Regions from separate parts of the Mus musculus genome. Here region 1 is linked to region 2. Evidence: chromatin contacts called from public HiChIP or PLAC-seq data. All regions are on one chromosome and are shown on one strand. The core of a region is the stretch at or near the end of the contact, and the rest is flanking DNA. Distances in the headings are between cores, read along the strand shown.

Region 1 (5,083 bases), core at 27-2,526, 120 kb before region 2:
GTATCACAGACATATTAAAATAATCTGAATCTAGCTCCCAGTACTTGGGAAAAAAATCTGGATGCTAATAAGGGATGGTGCAGTGAAGTTTGCACTTTTCATGTAGTAGAATAAGGTTGGCTTCTGAGGTGGACATACCCTCCTCACAGTTAAACCTAGCATTTAACATTCCTTCACATTCTCCTGGAACTTCAGTCATTTGAATTTTCAACCTCTATACTGCTTTAGTGCATGAAATCTGATATAAAATAAAGCAGTTAGCATCAAGCATGTCTATCAATCTGCCTCAACCCAAGCAGGGCAGGAGATGCCAAGGGCCTGGCAGAGCCGTGAACACGTTCCCCTCCTGTTTGTAGAGACACATACCTACAGACAAATCCATTTTGCTGCTTGGGTTATCCTCAGTTTGACTCTGAACAAAACAAAGCAAACACAAGTGAGTAAGGATTAAGGGAGGATACACGTTGTACATCAGAGAAGAGGCGCTCCTGCTCATGTGAGAGCCTCATGACCATAGGCACTCCACAAGAGCCTCTGCCGTGACCTTGAAACTGGAGTGAAGGCTGTAACATTTTTGCAATCACAATTTGATGGCCATCAAGGCTTAATTAAGTGTCTAACACATGTAATTACACATGTCAATTACACATGTAAGCAACATCAGTACAGCTATGGACAGAGGACAAGTTCAACAGCTGCCTGGAGAAATAAACTGCTTCTTAAGTATGCATAGTCAAACTCCACAAGTTGTAGCTAAATGGTGATAATATCTTCTTATGACGTGTCAGTGAGCAAATCTTAAACTGTGTAGTCAAATCATTTGTCTTTTGACAACCATGACCAGATGTCTTCACAGTGTTCCCAAGAGATAAGGAAAGTAAAGACACAGCACACATTTTTCTCTACATAATGAATCCCAGTATAGTGATTCTGATTATTTTTATTTTTAAAAATGATGTGCAGACACTAGTAACAAGTGTCCATTTAAGTGTCTTTGTTGTTTCCACCTTTCCAAGAGAAAAGATACAAAGACAATTCACTTTTAATGTTGGTATATATCACTTAATAAAATAGAAATACTGTTTAGCTCAGAGGGCCAAGAACACTGTTTAACCCATATTTAAATCTGTAATTTTGTACTGTACATGTGTACTTACTATGCCTGAAATTTGAGATTATGTTTATACATGAAGAAAAATGAAACTTACCAGCAATCCCATATTTGAAAACTGTTTGGCAAGAGGATTCATCCATGAATCATTGTTTCCTCCTTTTAGTGAGCACTACAGAATGAAACACATGACCTCAGTCACAGAGCTCATCACAACCTCCCAAACTATAAACCACACTGAAAATGCAAAGCTGAGAGTTCACCTTCCTGAACCTGATAGCTTTAAATGACTAGTAAGCCCTAGGTCCAGTCATGCTTTTACTCCTACTTATCATAGTGAAGTGGAAAAACAAAGTTTACTTTTTACATGCAAAGAAGTGGTATCAGACTGTGTAAGATGTCTACATACTGCCACTGCCACCTCCCGTAGGATGCTCTTCTGTGACCCCAGCAGGCTTGTAACAGGGAAAGAATTGCTACTGGTGCATGTTGTTTGGAAAGGAGCCTGTTTGAACACAACATCACTCTGTGTGGGGGCAATGTGGAATGCATCCAGAGAGCTCTTCATATGGTTCACAGCATGGAGGCCATCAGTTCTCAGTGAGAAAGAGGCCTGGAGGAAGCCACTATCCTTGAGCTCTGGCACAGTGGAAGGCAGGGATTAATGGGATGGGGGATGAGCTTTGTGGGCCTGCACATTCTATAGGTAAACATTCCATGTGCTATGATATGTCATACTTATTATTATTGTTGGTGTTAGTTGAGACAGGATGTCCTCACTCACTAAAGCCTAGAATATCTTGAACTCTTGATCCTTTTGCCTTTTGTCTTCGAGGGTTGTGATTACAGATATGAGCCACCACAACCAGCTTGCTCCATAAATAAGTGTATATAATATTATATACTTATATACAAATATATCTATATATTACAACATTGCATATTATATCATGTTAGATACAATATATAATTATAAATAACCTTTTAATTATATAATATATAAATTAATAATTAATTATATATTATGGTGATAGATATATATTTTATTAAGATTAAAGAAGAGTCCTGGCAAGCATGAGAGATAGTGAGTTTATTAGTGCAGAGCTTTCAGCGTTAGAAGAAAACAAACTGCATGTGAGCACACTCAGTGGCACTGACCTGCATATTGAAAAATGGTTAAGATGACAATTTTTACATTTTGTGTATTTTATCACATTAAAAAAAGTCCTAGGCTGGGTGTGGTGGCGCACACCTTTAATCCCAGCACTCGGGAGGCAGAGACAGGTGGATTTCTGAGTTCGAGGCCAGCCTGGTCTACAAAGTGAGCTCCAGGACAGCCAGGGCTACACAGAGAAACTCTGTCTCAAAAAAACAAAAAACAAAAAAAACACCACCACCACCACCAACAAAAAAATGAAGTCCTTAGTACTGAAGGTCAGAACCACTGGTATCGGAATTGAAATATTCAACTTCCAATTAAGCAAATCTTGGTTGCCATTTGAGTTGGGAGGATTCAATTAGGATCTTTTACTCAATTAATTTCGATCCACTGCTAATTTGTAAATGACCAAAAGATTGCCAAAGCAGGCCAGACACCATTAGAGTACCAAGACGCTGAGCAGTGTAGTGAGACTTCTTTAGTTGCTAGAGTGGAGGAAGGAAGTCATTAGGGAAGGGGAAACCCAGGAAGAGCTCCTTCAACCAATGTCTCCACAGAAAGCAACTGTTCTATCCTACAGAAGAAATCAGGGCCTTGAAACCCACAGCTTCAGGACCAGGGTGATGGTCAGGGGATGGTCTTGTGAGAGAGTTTCAGGAATCCAAAGCCTGGGAGGATTAGAAAGCATTTCATAGGGCAGGTTTTTCAGGTTAAAATGAAGCATACAGGTGTATCTTCCTTTTTTCTACTCTGTAATGTGTGTGTGTGTGTGTGTGTGTGTGTGTGAGAGAGAGAGAGAGAGAGAAAGAGAGAGAGAGAGAAGAAGAGGAGGAAGAACAGCAGCAGCATCTGTCAAGACAGTGGTGGCTCAGGTACACACATCATGGCTACAGATGAAGAACTAGTGGTCCTATGTAGCAGCAGCAGCAGCAGCAGCAGCAGCAGCAGCAGCAGCAGAGTGCTTGCCTAGCATTCTCAGTGTTCTGGGCTCCATCCCCTGGACTGTAAAATAAGTAATAAACCACAACATTCCAAGAGGAAACTTGTTATACGGGAAAGTGAGTTGTCTGGAAGACACAGCCTGGCCCAGGACGTGAGGAAAGAATGTAGTTATAGCAGTGCTGAAAACGGGGCTTTCAGTTTACTGGGAGAAGGGCTCGGGGCCTTGGGATGAGTCAGGTAAAATCAAGACCCACTAACGACCACTGGGAAAGCCAGCTATTTGGTGTCTTTTTTACATTTTTGTGGAGATTTGCCCATAGGACTTTTTTTGTCTTAGAATCAAAAGCATAAGGCATTTTAAAAGCAGGCCTCAGGAACTGCTGAAAATAATTATAACATGGAAACCTAAACTCAATTACCTCTACCTTACAAATTTCCTTTTACTCATAGTGCCACTTCTAATTGTTCAGGATTTCAAGGTCATGGGATAGGAAGATTAGGGGACACAAGGGAAGTAGTTATTAATTTATAAGGAAATACTCGGTGACTCCAGTTGCCTCATTTCCTCCATGAACCAAGTCCCAGTTTTACCTTCTAGGATTGAGTAAGCAAACTGAAGCCTTTGTAAAGCCTTTCTAAAGCACTACCTTCATTTGTTTCTTTCCTCCTTGTCCCCAGCTTGCTGAGTTGTGGGAGGAAGTGCTTCCCTGAGAGCCGGCGGTGTTCCAGACTCCTCCGTCATCCTCCTCTTCCCAGCTAGGATGGCGAGCTCCTGTGACTGGTCCGTCACTCTCCCCCCAGCCGTCTTGCATAGATTTGGAATCTTTAAGGAAAGAGTGAATCGATTCTTTGCAGTAAATACATGTAACAAACAGAGAGATTTCTTGCAAATGCAGCATTTGAATATCTTTGCAGTTTTGTCTGTTCCATCTACACACAAGGCAAATGAATTACTCATAAAGAGAGCAGACAACAGACCTTACAATCAAGATCTTTGGACTGCTTCTATAGTTCTTCCGGGAACCAAGGAGATAAGTGTTTCAAAACTCAAAAATCTCATCCCTATTCTAAGAAATTTCAAAACTGGGTAGTGGTGCACACCTGTAATCCCAGCACTTGGGAAACTAAGGCAGGAAGATTACCATGAATCTGAGGCCAGTATCAACTATTTCAGACACTATTCAGACTATTTCAACAAAAATTGTGTCTATGTGAATGAGTGAATATGAATGTTGCATTTCATTGATAAGAAAATGGTTGCCCTTAGTGAGCATGGCAGCTGAGTGTCAAGTCTTTCTTTAGACTCCAAAATGCAGGCATTTCAAGTAGGTATGACCAAAACACAACGGTCTACCTTGGTTGGGATGAAGCAGAAATAAAAATGGGAATTAAAAACCACAAGGCCACCGGATGGCAGCAGTACATGCCTGTTAATCCTTGGACTTGGATCTCTGAGTTCGAGGCCAGCTTGGTTCTAGGACGGCCAAGGCTACACAGAAAGACTCTGTCTTAAAAAACCAACCAACCAACCAACCAACAAAAAACCCCCACAAGGCAATGGAAACTTGAAGCTTATTAGGTCCATAAACGTATTTGAAATGCATTAGGTACTGAGAAGGATCCTAGATGTGGCTTTGATAAGAAAGGAGGAAAAATGTAGAGGGCAGATGGAGAAGAAAAGACAGATAGGACAACTAGAGAGGAAGGCGCTGGAGACCAGTCTCCAGTCGGTTCTACTACCACACCCTTTTAACAAATATTGTTACTATGAAACTTGCAAGAAAACATTCATTTCCCTCCAAAAATACTGTATGGATCTGGATTTGCCTTCATGTAGAGTAGGGAGCTGGGAGTGGCTTTTCTCTGTACTA
Region 2 (4,545 bases), core at 475-2,974:
GTGCTTATAAACCTAATTAACTAGATGCCTATAGAAGTAAACCATTTTTGATAATATCTCAATAAAAGAAAGAAAGGATAACACCAAACAGCTAAGATCTAAACTATGTCAGTGAATGTACAACAGTGCTAATCCTCTGTTAATACACAACTCCACTCTGCTGTAGCAAGGCAAGGCACCAGAAAAGAAGATCATTACATCCAATGAGAGCCACTGTGACAGATAAAACGTGTTTCAGGTCAACAGGCACATAAATGTCAAATGAAGTAGGTCACATGAGCCTCTAAGGGGATGAGGAATGAAGTGCATACCTCCTACCTTCAGGATGTGCCAATAAAACCTTACAGTACACAATTCTCATGCTTAACCTCTGCAAATGTGGAACAAAGACCGACTCGTGGTGACTGTGTTGAATGTATTCAGTGTTCTTTCTTATATACAGTGGGGAAATTAACTAAGAAATGGTCCTTGGTAAAAAATAAGGAATAGCACTGTGCCTCTGAAAGAAATATTTAGGGGACTTCTAGAGTTTTGCAATGATAACTCTGTTGATGTGTATATCTTTAGTATTTATAATATGTACTTCCCTACAAGCAAATACACTAAATTTCTGAGACTCACTGGCCATATAAAATTGCATTCCAGTGACCATTCAGGGTGAAGCTAGGCAACAGTCCTAAACTAATGTGAAACTAACATTCTTGTTTCCACTTAAAACACTAGTACACCAATCACCAAAAGAAAAGAAAACAAAAATCACAATATAATAAACAACTCTGTGTCAGCACCTGGACAGTTCCTGGCACACAACAATGATCAATAAATATTTGCTGAATTGATAGAGAGAGAGAGAGAAGAGGAAAGAAAAAGGCAAAAGTAAAACTAAGCAAGGAACCCAGGCACTCTGGGTGGCGCTCTGGAGGCAGAGGCGGGTGGATCTCTGAGTTCAAGGCCAGCCTGGTCAACAGACAGTACCTGGACAGTCAGGGCTACACAGAGAAACCCTGTCTCAAAAAACCAACAGGAAAGGAAGGGTAATAATAGAGTGGGTGAGACAAGTCAAACGTGCTTTTTGTATAAACTTGATGACTTGAGTTGAAGCCCCAGGAACCCATAAAAAAGCGGACTACATAAAGTTGTGTTCTGACCTCCACAGGTATAATGTGTGGCATGTGTGTCCACACATCATCAATAATAAGAATAGTTTTAAAAGTCAAAAAGTAGTAAGAAAGCAACAATGGAAAGTACATATTTATATAATTTTAGAATTATCTATCATTTACCTACTGTGGATTTTGGAAGTTACTGCCTGCTTCATCTCTTTCTGGCAGAGAAAAAAATTAGAATCTACAGTTCCCAACTCTGGACAAACACATCATCTCTAATCCTCTCCGAACGTGAGCATTTCTCTCCAGGAAAAAGCACAGAGATTCCCTTCATGAGGAACATCATGCTCCAAGAAGCTGCCCTTCCCCAGGGCACCCTGAAGCATCTTTGTTTTCTATTTAACGTTCTCTCAGTATCCTGTAAATGTAATAACCAGCATTCTTATTTTTAATATTTTTAGGTCTGCTCCACAGTTTCATCTCTAAACCTTTCCCTTCAAGAGGAAATCTTGTTATTCATGTTCTCGATGATTCAGCCCACTGTCTAGATCAGTGACTCCATCTTTAAGATGATACAAAGAGAAGCTGACTCACTCTCTGTCCTCTAACTTCTTCCTCCCTGGCCCTTGGGAACAGGAGCTGGCCTGAGCTCAGACCCCACGACTCACTGGTTCCTAGCTTCCATCAACCTTGTAAATCCGTTTTATATTTCAACTCCGACCCTTCCACTCATTCTTTTCTTTTCTCAAGCAATCATGGTCTTCTCTAGTCTTAAAAAAAAGAATGTGTTTGAGCTGGTTGGCAGTGGGAGTGCACGTCTTTAATCCCGGCACTCGGGAGGCAGAAGCAGGCAGTCTGAGTTTGAGACCAACCTGGTCTATAGAGCAAGTTCCAGGGCAGCCAGGACGACTTAAGGAGACCCTGTCTCAAGAAACAGAAACAGGAGCTGGAGAAATGGTTCAGCGGTTAGAAGCACTGGATGTTCCACTAGAGTTCCATTCCTAGCACCCACACGCAGCGTACAACTGTCTGTGACTGCAGTTCCAGGAGATCCATGGCAACAGGCACACACATGGTGTACATGTATATGAATGAAGGCACAATACTCATACAAATAAAATAAACCTTTTTTTTAAAAAAAAGAAACAAAAACGTACAAAGCTTTTAAAATGTTTTATTAGAGGAATTGTTATATATGTAGAAAATAAATGTGAATGAACCTCTCCACAGCCATCTCCAGGCTTCAACACTTGTCCAGAATCTGTTCTTTTTGTCTCATCTATACCTCAACTCGTCCATCCCCGTATTCAATGACTATTACTTCACAAACTAGTGGATACAATTGATCTGTGTCTATTTATAATTTTTATTATTATAAATTACAGCATCCTATCAAACACAGAGCATTTGCAGCAAAGCCATCTCTCACAGGTTTTCTCGTGCCCTGTCACTTTAGTAAGTCATTTGCTGATGTTTTAATAGATGGGTTCTTGTGAGGCTGGCCTCAAACTTCTGGATGCAAGTTATCAGCCCCTTCAGTGCTAAGCTTACAGGCAGGGACTGGACTGCAGGCATCGTCCACAGTGATGTTCCCACCACTATTTTTGTTTGTGCCCTGAGACAAGGTCTTGCTATGTAGCTGAGATTGATACGGACTTTCTATATAGTCCAGGCTAGCTCAAACTTGCAATGCTACCTCAGCCTCCTAAGGATGATGGAATTACGGGTGTAAACCACCAGACTAGCTTTATTACTTCTTTAAAAAATTATAAATATATATCAATTTGTAGGGTGCTTGCCCAGCATGAAGGAAGCTCTCAGTTTGATCTCCAGTACCACCTAAACCCAATGTATCCATAATTCCAGCACATCACTGGTTTGGAGAAAGAATTGTGTGTGTCCCTTGTATTTGCATGGCAAGGACTTTGCCAGCTGAGCCATCTCCCTCTTTCTGGAAACTCTCCTGTAGATTTGTGATGTAAAGGACCTTAAGCCCTCCTAAGATGAAACCAGTTAACTTTAAAACACTGCAAATCTGCCTTTCCTTTGTCTCCAGCACTGTCACAGGAACAAGGGCTTCCCTCTCACCTGACAGCTACCACGCAGGGCTCCAATCCCTCTCCTACCTCTCCCCAGCAGTCTCCAGAGGGTAAAGCTGATGGCTCAAACACTCATTTATTTTGTTCTTCCCAGAGGAAACAGCTGTAAATGGCTGCCCAGTCCAGAGAACAGGTCCACACGTGGCCTTTGAGGAGCACAGGCTCTACGCCCTTTTCTAATCTGCTATCACACTGGGCCACCTGGGCACCTGATCATTCCTGGAACAGGCGGGGCTCTTCAGCCCTCTCTTCTGTCTAGAACACTGCCTTCCTCACTTTTCACGTGGCTGGCCTCCTAGTCCTTTAGCTAGTATCTGTCTCAGAGGCCGTCCTCCACCGTCCCGGCTCTTCTTCCTAGTCACTTTTTACTCTCTGTATTATTTTCTGTTCTTCATAGTCCTCACGGTGGTTTATAATTAGTACCTTGACATTTATTTGTCTCTCTTTAAAATGTGACCATCCTGAGAATAACTACTCTCTGTTATATCACCTTACAACATACAAATAAGAATTATTTATTGTCGACTGGAAAGATGGCTCAGTCACTAAGAGCACTCACTGCTCTTGCAGAGAACTCAGGATTGGTTCCCAGCACTGACACGGTGGTTCACAACCATATCTAACTCCAGTTCCGGGGGGTTCCACACCCTCTCCTGACATGCTTAGGTTCCATGTACACTAGGGGTGCACATATACACATGCAGGCAAAACATTAAAAAGTTATTATTAAAAAAGGAAATAGACTTAGCTCAAAACCACATTATACAGAGTATGTTCAACTTATCCTCCAAGCCTTCTATTCACAGATATCCAAAATTAAGGTAAGATAGTACTGTGATAACGTTTTACATTAACAAAAATCATTACAAATACAAGATTTTATATAAAAAAAAATCAAGACAGGGAGATAATATTTTTAATTAAAAAGACTGATGACAATGAAGTTAAAGTCCAATTTCTCTTTTTGTTAATTTGAGGCAAGGACTTGCTAGGTAGGCTTGGATGAATTGCTATTCATTTGATAGCCCAGGCTGGCCTCAAATTCAAGGCAATTCTCCTGTCTCAGTGTCTCAAGTAGATTAAAAGCATGTGCTGCTGTTCTCTAGCTGTATTCTCTCATTTTAAATCTGATTTTGAACTATTATGTCATTAAATAACTAAAAACCAAGAAAGCCAATGTTTCCTTCCATCCCACAAAGCAAAATTTGCATTCTATATTTCTGGTTAGTTTCAAACTTTCATAAGTATATGCAATTTTCACAGTATAATTTACACTACAATGCTGGTATTCTAAGGAGGAATCACCATTACCCAGTCGCTTCGGAGGCCGAGGCTTTAGG

The links. HiChIP or PLAC-seq counts read pairs in DNA pulled down with a chosen protein or histone mark.
Region 1: a CTCF HiChIP or PLAC-seq map of the NIH/3T3 cell line shows a contact between it and region 2, with 15 read pairs. The contact joins two enhancer-like sites. A contact is called at or near these places in 7 of 39 promoter capture datasets (the 3T3-L1 cell line, 3T3-L1-derived adipocytes, the C10 cell line and 3 more), 1 of 15 datasets of contacts at CTCF or cohesin (the NIH/3T3 cell line), 2 of 484 Hi-C or Micro-C datasets (nephron progenitors and spermatogonial stem cells), 1 of 115 datasets of contacts at active chromatin or transcription factors (fibro-adipogenic progenitors) and 3 of 9 other capture datasets (adipose tissue, liver and pancreatic islet).

What each region holds. Positions count from the first base shown.
Region 1 is chr15:80,883,159-80,888,241 of GRCm38.p6, reverse strand. Tnrc6b (trinucleotide repeat containing 6b) reads right to left here. Exons shown (of 25, transcript NM_144812.3): 10 at 3,860-4,035; 11 at 1,209-1,283; 12 at 367-412. Among named protein-coding and RNA genes, the nearest start is that of Mir5113, 54 kb to the left of the region's middle. Within about 2 kb of position 1,276, at least 20 of the 459 cell types and tissues checked have an H3K27ac peak or open chromatin away from gene starts, as enhancers often do. A contact at or near this core is called in the NIH/3T3 cell line, where this site is marked.
Region 2 is chr15:80,759,995-80,764,539 of GRCm38.p6, reverse strand. The region is part of intron 3 of Tnrc6b (trinucleotide repeat containing 6b); the gene reads right to left. Among named protein-coding and RNA genes, the nearest start is that of Tnrc6b, 51 kb to the right of the region's middle. Within about 2 kb of position 1,724, at least 44 of the 459 cell types and tissues checked have an H3K27ac peak or open chromatin away from gene starts, as enhancers often do. A contact at or near this core is called in the NIH/3T3 cell line, where this site is marked.